3 separate regions of the Mus musculus genome follow, and all the other regions are linked to region 1. Evidence: chromatin contacts called from public Hi-C and HiChIP or PLAC-seq data. All regions are on one chromosome and are shown on one strand. Each heading gives the region's core, a stretch centred on a gene start, on an enhancer-like site or on the middle of the called end of the contact. The rest is flanking DNA. Distances are from core to core; before and after follow the strand shown. Region 1 has its middle 68 kb from the start of Ccdc80. Region 2 overlaps Cd200r1 (CD200 receptor 1). Region 3 overlaps Cd200r4 (CD200 receptor 4).

The links. Hi-C and Micro-C count contacts between places; a contact is called where the count stands out from the background. HiChIP or PLAC-seq counts read pairs in DNA pulled down with a chosen protein or histone mark.
Region 2: an H3K27ac HiChIP or PLAC-seq map of the HPC-7 cell line shows a contact between it and region 1, with 10 times the contacts expected there. The contact joins two enhancer-like sites. A contact is called at or near these places in 36 of 484 Hi-C or Micro-C datasets (B cells, the C3H10T1/2 cell line, CD4 T cells and 26 more), 10 of 115 datasets of contacts at active chromatin or transcription factors (CD8 T cells, the HPC-7 cell line, the NIH/3T3 cell line and 6 more) and 1 of 9 other capture datasets (bone marrow-derived macrophages).
Region 3: a contact with region 1 is called in a Hi-C map of bone marrow-derived macrophages, with 2.6 times the contacts expected there. The contact joins two enhancer-like sites. A contact is called at or near these places in 6 of 39 promoter capture datasets (the C10 cell line, the HPC-7 cell line, cranial neural crest and 3 more), 1 of 15 datasets of contacts at CTCF or cohesin (the G1E-ER4 cell line), 7 of 484 Hi-C or Micro-C datasets (the G1E-ER4 cell line, bone marrow-derived macrophages, nephron progenitors and 1 more), 1 of 115 datasets of contacts at active chromatin or transcription factors (CD8 T cells) and 1 of 9 other capture datasets (macrophages).

Annotation. Positions count from the first base shown.
Region 1 is chr16:45,024,238-45,026,794 of GRCm38.p6, forward strand. It overlaps a transcript of Cd200r3 not described here. Among named protein-coding and RNA genes, the nearest start is that of Ccdc80, 68 kb to the right of the region's middle. Within about 2 kb of position 1,279, at least 83 of the 459 cell types and tissues checked have an H3K27ac peak or open chromatin away from gene starts, as enhancers often do. A contact at or near this core is called in the G1E-ER4 cell line, the HPC-7 cell line, acute myeloid leukemia and 2 more, where this site is marked.
Region 2 is chr16:44,779,669-44,782,225 of GRCm38.p6, forward strand. All of the region lies in intron 1 of Cd200r1 (CD200 receptor 1), which reads left to right. Among named protein-coding and RNA genes, the nearest start is that of Cd200r1, 15 kb to the left of the region's middle. Within about 2 kb of position 1,278, at least 10 of the 459 cell types and tissues checked have an H3K27ac peak or open chromatin away from gene starts, as enhancers often do. A contact at or near this core is called in the G1E-ER4 cell line, the HPC-7 cell line, acute myeloid leukemia and 1 more, where this site is marked.
Region 3 is chr16:44,832,118-44,834,674 of GRCm38.p6, forward strand. Cd200r4 (CD200 receptor 4) reads left to right here. Exons shown (of 6, transcript NM_207244.2): 2 at 1-20; 3 at 741-1,055; 4 at 1,167-1,415. Among named protein-coding and RNA genes, the nearest start is that of Cd200r4, 13 kb to the left of the region's middle. Within about 2 kb of position 1,289, at least 8 of the 459 cell types and tissues checked have an H3K27ac peak or open chromatin away from gene starts, as enhancers often do. A contact at or near this core is called in the G1E-ER4 cell line and bone marrow-derived macrophages, where this site is marked.

The DNA.
Region 1 (2,557 bases), core at 29-2,528:
ATACCCAAGATATAAGATACAATTTGCTAAACACACGAAACTCAAGAACAAAGAACAAAGTGTGGACACTTTGCCCCTTCTTAGAATTGGGAACAAAACACCCATGGAAGGAGTTACAGAGACAAAGTTTGGAGCTGTGATGAAAGGATGGACCATCTAGAGACTGCCATATCCGGAGATCCATCCCATAATCAGCTTCCAAACGCTGACACCATTGCATACACTAGCAAGATTTTGCTGAAAGGACCCAGATAGAGCTGTCTCTTGTGAGACTATGCTGGGGCCTAGCAAACACAGAAGTGGATGCCCACAGTCAGCTATTGCATGGAGCACAAGGCCCCCAATGGAGGAGCTAGAGAAAGTATCCAAGGAGCTAAAGGGATCTGCAACCCTATAGGTGGAACAACAATATGAACTAACCAGTACCCCGGAGCTCGTGTCTCTAACTGCATATAAATCAGAAAATGGCCTAGTCGGCCATCAGTGGAAAGAGAGGCCCTTTGGTTGTGCAAATTTTATATGCCTCAGTACAGGGGAACGACAGGGCCAAGAAGTGAGAGTGGGTGGGTGGGGGAGTGGGTGGGGGAGCGTGTGGGGGACTTTTGGGATAGCATTGGAAATGTAAATGAAATAAATACCCAAATAAATAAATAAATAAATGAAAGAAAGAAAGTGGACTGCTCAAGTCTAAAACCAAGGAGCCAGAATCCTCAGTGCTGACCATGGAAGCTGTTTCAAGATTCATTTGACAGCAAAATACTTTATATTTCACAATGAAATTTAATTTATTTGTGTGTATTTGTGTCTGTGTGTGCTCATGTGAGTAGGTGTGTGTATGTGTATGAGCACTGGCATGTAGAGGTAGAAGAGATTATTAGATTCCCTCAGGGATTGAGTCACGCACCTTTGCAGAAAGCCAAGCTGTTTATGTGGGTGCTAGAATCCCATTCTGTCATCATGATTGGAGAGCAAGCATTTGTAAATGCTGAGCCAACTCTCCATCTCCCCAAATACCTTATTTTTTTATGATAGACATATTCATACTTTAGAGTAACAAGACATAGCCCAGTTTTCCATCAAGACTGTAGTATATTATAATAATCTAAAAGCATTATAATGTATAGTAATGTAGGCATGTCAGGGTACACACTTCCTACTAGGAGCGGTGTAAAGTACATGACCTGTCAGTTTCTCTAAAATACTAAACTTCTGAACTCTGACTTGTGGTGCCTGGCCCCAATCAGATAAGGGCCTGGGTGCCTGTGTTTCATGTCGCTTCCTGCCACATGGGCCTCAGTGACGATGCAACGATTCCTGTGCTGTATACATTGAACAAGTGTCCTTTTATCTCCGTGGTTTGGTTTGTGTTGTAATAAGATGGTCATATTACACATAAAAAGCAGCGTGTACCTCACTTGATAGCAACAGACAATGGATGGCCCCTTAAAGGTCATTTAACCACTAGCTTCTGGGCCCTTAGCTACAAGGAAGCTGTGGTATCAGACACTGAAAATTAGTTTTTGAGGTTCTTCATTTTATACTCACACTTGGACAGTTTAAAGCCTACCTGCAACCCAACTGGATTCACATACTTTAACCACAAATAATTAAGGACATTTTGAGGTTGTAAAGTTAATTGAAAAGAATTAAGACAATAAATATCTTTCCTGATATGAGCTCGGTATTGTATGAAGATTTCGGTCATGGATCTGTCAACAGTTCACAAGGATCCTAGAGCCTAGAATAAGACTTTCTAAAGAATATTTACACCCAAAACAGACACCAAAGGGGGATTGGTAAATAAAATATCTCTTCAGTTTATTTTAAAATGAAACCTTCCTTTCAGGGGATATTTCTACTAACACTCACAAAATTATTGTTTGCTGGAATGTACCACAAAGAAAGCTTACAGCTCCTGGTGATTGACAGGTAGTTTTTGGTTGCTGGGTGATTTCAAGGATGTTAAAATCAACTTTTAAAGGTAAAACCGACACACCCTGGGATTCTGACACTTGGGAGACATGGGAGGATTTCTGAACATTTGTGGGTAATCTAGTCTACATAACAAATTCAAGGCTAGGCAAGGACAAGTGGTGAGATTGAGTCTCAATATATAATGAACACAAAGATTCAAATAATGAATTACATAAAAATTAAGGAAAGAGTAAGATGTTAAGATCAATTTAAAGAGAATCTGAAAAACAAACATAGGCATAGGCAATCATCAATACAAAACTGAACTTGTTCATTGATGTAGAACTATTTAATAGCTATCAGGCAATGAACTGTAATAGAACCGTCTTTCAACAATAAAAGTTCTGCTGAAAAGAAACAATTTAATTCACCGGCTGCCAAACAAGAGTGGTTGTGAAACGTTGGACTCAACTTCACCTCTCAGAGGATAGGACTTACAGATTTGTTGTTAGTTATGTTGTGTTTGTCTTAATTCTTTGAGAATTCATGCATTCATATGATGTGTTTTGTCCATATGCACCCTCTCTCCAACTTCACCTCCTCCTAGGTTCATGCTTCAACCTCCTAACTTCACATCTCCTTA
Region 2 (2,557 bases), core at 28-2,527, 240 kb before region 1:
CCCGCCCTGCCCCCACCCTCAGTCTGATTGGCTCCTTTGTAGTTTCCTGGCCTTTACCCATTTTTACCTATCTGGTTACACATTTGATAGAGGCCAGGCACCACGTAAGAGAGAGGTCAGATGACATTTGTTTTTCTGAGCCTGGATAACCTTCTGATTATGTTTTCTACTTCCATCCATTTTCCTTTGATTTCCATTTTTTTCCATACAGTCAAACACAGTCTTACGTGTGTATACACTACATTTCAAATAGCTATCCATCCAGGCTGCTTCCAGTTCCTTGCTATGGTAAAGAGAACAGCAGCAAGCATCACGTTCGAGTCCTTTGGGGTCTATGCTCAGGAGTGATGTAGCTGGCTCAGACGGTAGATCCATTTTCAGCTCTCAAGAAGCGTTCACATTTTATTTACACAGTTGCTGCCTTATTTTTTATTTATCAAGAATGAGTAATGTCATCTCTTTCCTTATATCTTTGAAACATTTGTTGTCATTTGTTTTCTTGATGATGGTCGTTCTGACTGGGCTGAGGTGGAGTTTCCTGGAACTGTGGAGGCCAAGCCGGGTGGACCTCTGTGAGTTTCGAGGCCAGACTGTTCTACATAGTGAGTTCCAGGAGAGCCAGGGTTACACAGACAAAAATTTTCCTCAGAAACAACATGAAAGAGAAGAAAAATAGTTTAAAAATCATTTGCTTATGTGTTCTTGTATGCTCCACGCTCTGTGGTGGCCCGAAGAGAACACTGGATCCCCGGAGCTGATGTAGGGGCTGGGGACTGAACCTAAGTTGTCTGGAAGAGTAAGAAGGACTCTTAACCAACGAGCTATATCTTCAGCTCCTAATTTTTTTAAACTATATTTATTCCTGTGTGCATATATGAGCGTGTGTTTGTATGTGTGTCCATCACATGTGCAGGTAGAGGTCAGAGGTCAACTCATGTCGAGTTAGTTCTCTTCTTCCTCAATCTACGTCCCAGGATTGGACTCAAATCTATCTAGCTATTTAGCTACACCACTCTTGGGTCTAGTCCAGCAGGAGTCTAAGTCAGTATATCACACAGATGCTTGCATGCCCATGTTCATTGCTACACTACCCACCACAGCATGGAAGAACAGATACAGAGAAGCAGGTATATGGATGGAATTATGTCACGTGCCACAGAGCACATGGAGCTTGGTATCATGTTAAGTGAAGCATGTTGGGCTGGAGAGATGGCTCAGCGGTTAAGAGCACTGACTGCTCTTCCGAAGGTCCTGAGTTTAAATCCCAGCTACCACACCATCTTTAATGAGATCTGACGCCCTCTTGTGGTGCATCTGAAGACAGCTACAGTGTACTTAGATATAATAATGAATAAATCTTAAAAAAAAAAAGAAGAAGAAAAGAACCATGTTAGACTTTGGAAGATAAACATCTCAGGCTTCTTTCTCATGCAGAATCTAGATTTATATGTATATGCATAGATGTGTGGAAAGAAAGTACCAAAGGGAAAGATCCGGAGGTGGGAAGTCAAACCGAGGTATTCAGGGAAAATAAAGACAAAATCACAAGTTCATTCTTAAATATAGTCTCTATATTTAAACATGTATGTGAATGTGACATATATGTACATGTGTGGGAAGGAGAGTGGAAGAGAGACTATTTGGAGAGGTCCAGCAACATGTGGAAAGTAGGAATGGGCCAAGGCAGTGGAGGGGACCAGGGAAAGGTCTAATATGTACGAGAATGCTATAATGAAACCTATTTTTTATGCTGACTCAAATTTTAATTAAAGACAACGGTCTTCTGTGTATTGTTTCTCATCTGTCTTGTCTCATTTAGCAGAGTCATTTTGAAGATCATCAATGTTGGCTGTTTTTCTTATTGGTTTCAAATAACATTCTACTGTATAGAGAGTTTATACATTTATTTATTTTAAAATGTTGAGTATTTTTTACTTATTTTGAGGACTTATAGGGTCTAGGAATTACTTTTGACTATATATAGTGTGTTTTATCATATTTGACCCATCCCTGACTTCTCCAGGATGTCCTCCATTCATGTTCTCTTAAAAACCAAAAGCAAGACCAAAAATCATTGAGTCTAATTAGTCCTGCCTGTATGCACATGGGAGTAGGGCCATCTAGCAGAGTGTGGCCAACCTACCCAGGCACTGCACCCCTAAAGGGAGCTCACTGTCTCTCCCCTAGTAGCCGTCCACTGTTAGCCTCAGCTAGGTGTGGGGACTTCCATGTTCCTCCCCCTCCACACTGGGGTTTATTCTTATTTTCTTAGTATGTCATATAGTTTTTCTCATTTTATTGATTTCTGATCAAAGATTATTGTTACTTTTTATTTTGTTTCAGGTCCTTTGGGTGAATTTTAAGATGGAAAACAAAATAACCCCTAGTATTTAATGTTTTTAATTTTCTTGTAAGTACTGTGTTAGTTGCTCATCACACATGTTCTTGTATTTCTGCTTTCATCCTGTTAAAACAGCCTCTAACTTCATTAGGGATTTTTTCTTTAACCAGAGTCATGCATTATGATGGGTAATGTTTTCCTAAATATGTGATGTTT
Region 3 (2,557 bases), core at 39-2,538, 190 kb before region 1:
TTCATCTTCTCTGACACAAGGTAACATTCTTGCTTATTATGTGGGAATGGAGAGTTGACCTTGCTTAGAAACAGTAACTAATGCCTTGGCTACTGGACAGATTTAGGAGGAGTAGCAGAGTCTGGTGATGTAGTGTTATGGTGTGAGGGACCCTGAACCCTTGCCTCTAAACTTTTACCACCTCAGAGTGAGTGATGAAAAGACTGTGGTAGGTCTGTGTTAAGAATTTCTTTCTTGGATTAGTTGAGCTTTATTTGGATTTGACTTGTGAGGACTTGAGTTCCCCAAAGAGACAAGTGATATTGAAATCAGGAAGTAGAGATGTTAATGCAGTGTTTATCATAAGCATGGTTTATTCCCATCAAGTTCTGCTCCTGTTAAAGTGATGACATGGCTGACTTTAGTCACAAGTGATTGTGACAGATAAGTTTGTCGAGTTATCACCACTTAGCACACTTGTATCCATCAGGGATGATTTATGTCAGTGTCCAAGCAATGTGAGGATTTATGGTGCAAGATGTGCGTAGCCCACATGCTCGAACCTTTACTTTAGAAGATGAATAACATATTTAATTCTGATAGTTTGAACATACAGAAATAAAGAAATGTGAGACAAATCTACTATTGCTGTAATACTTCCATTAGTCAAGCATTGTTCTAGTGTAACTTCATATAAGTTACTGTGGATAGACCTAACTCACAAGGTTTCTTTTTCTCGTCCTTTCTCTCTGTGTATCCAGTTAACACTACAATGTCTGTACAGATGGATAAAAAGGCTCTGCTCTGCTGCTTTTCTAGTCCACTGATAAATGCAGTATTAATCACATGGATAATAAAACACAGACACCTGCCTTCCTGCACAATAGCATACAACCTAGATAAAAAGACCAATGAAACCAGCTGCTTGGGCAGGAACATCACCTGGGCCTCCACACCTGACCACAGTCCTGAACTTCAGATCAGTGCAGTGGCCCTCCAGCATGAGGGGACTTACACATGTGAGATAGTAACACCTGAAGGGAATTTAGAAAAAGTCTATGACCTCCAAGTGCTGGGTAAGTGACAATGTCACATATTGTGCTATTTCACATTACCAATTTTAGTTAGAAAAAATGTCCTTGTGATTGTGACAAGACTGAAGCTCTATTTCCTTCCCATCTCTCCAGTGCCCCCTGAGGTAACCTACTTTCCAGGGAAAAACAGAACTGCAGTCTGTGAGGCAATGGCAGGCAAGCCTGCTGCACAGATCTCTTGGACTCCAGATGGGGACTGTGTCACTAAGAGTGAGTCACACAGCAATGGCACTGTGACTGTCAGGAGCACGTGCCACTGGGAGCAGAACAATGTGTCTGTTGTGTCCTGCTTAGTCTCTCATTCGACTGGTAATCAGTCTCTGTCCATAGAACTGAGTCAAGGTGAGTACTTTTGTAAAAAGAAGGAATAATTGATATTTACCTTATTCTTCCATGAAAGATAAAGGTTTTACCTTCATTCTTTGTGTGACAAATAGAGTAGACAAATCTGTTTAGGGGAAGAAGGAGTAAATTCAGGACAAAGAATGAAGCAGAAAACATGAAGCTGTTTTCTAGCTCAGCAGACTCCTGCTAACCTGTGTCACCTGGACAGCGGTGGTGCTGCCCATACTGTGTTGGCCTCTAAGGTGGCTCTAAGCTCTGTGAAGTTGAGAGTTAACTAGGAAAAGAAACCCACTTCAGCACTTATAACAAGTTTTTGTTATCACTTGCACTTCTTATCAACTAGCTATAAATTTTGGATGTTTCCATAATTCACTTATCAGGTTCAATGATTTTCTAAAATGGTTCATAAAACTGAAGAAGACACCTTGTTTACTATGCTGGTTTAATATAAAGACTCCAACACAGAGATAGATAAATTGAAGAGATTCTTAGGACCCTTTATGGAGGAAGGAGTATAGAGCGTCATACCATCTGAAAGATTTTTGTGCTCCCAGTTCCTTCATGTTATCTACATACAGAAGCTCCTCAAACTGTACCATTTAGGATTTATATTAAGATTTTGTTATGTAGTTTTGAGGGCAAATCCTTGATCATTGGTGATTAACTCAATCTCCAGCCATTCTTTCTTCACACAAGATTAAGTGGGAATGATTGTGTTAGTATAGAGTCCCAAGTACTAACTCTCTAATTACAATTTAGCCTTTCTGGGACTACCCCCACCATGAAGATCTCTAAGAGCTCCTAGACACCAGTCATTGGCATGCTAAAGATTTTTTATTTTGTTGGCAATTCTTTTAGGAGCTATGTTTCAGTAGATGGAAAACAAAGGCCATATATAATTTTCTTTTTAAAATTTTTTTTTGTATTTTTTGATATATTGTCTCTATACATAGATAGTCTTGGCTGTCTTACAACTTGGAAATAGGTTCTGATGATCATAGATCTGATATCCATATTTCCCTTTTAATGTTCCAAAGAGGATTCAGGTTAATTCATTCTCAGATGTCTTTTTAAGTTGCTCCTTTCCCCCAAAAAGTCCTCTTCTACTAACCTGTTTCATCTAGTAGGCCACCATGCAA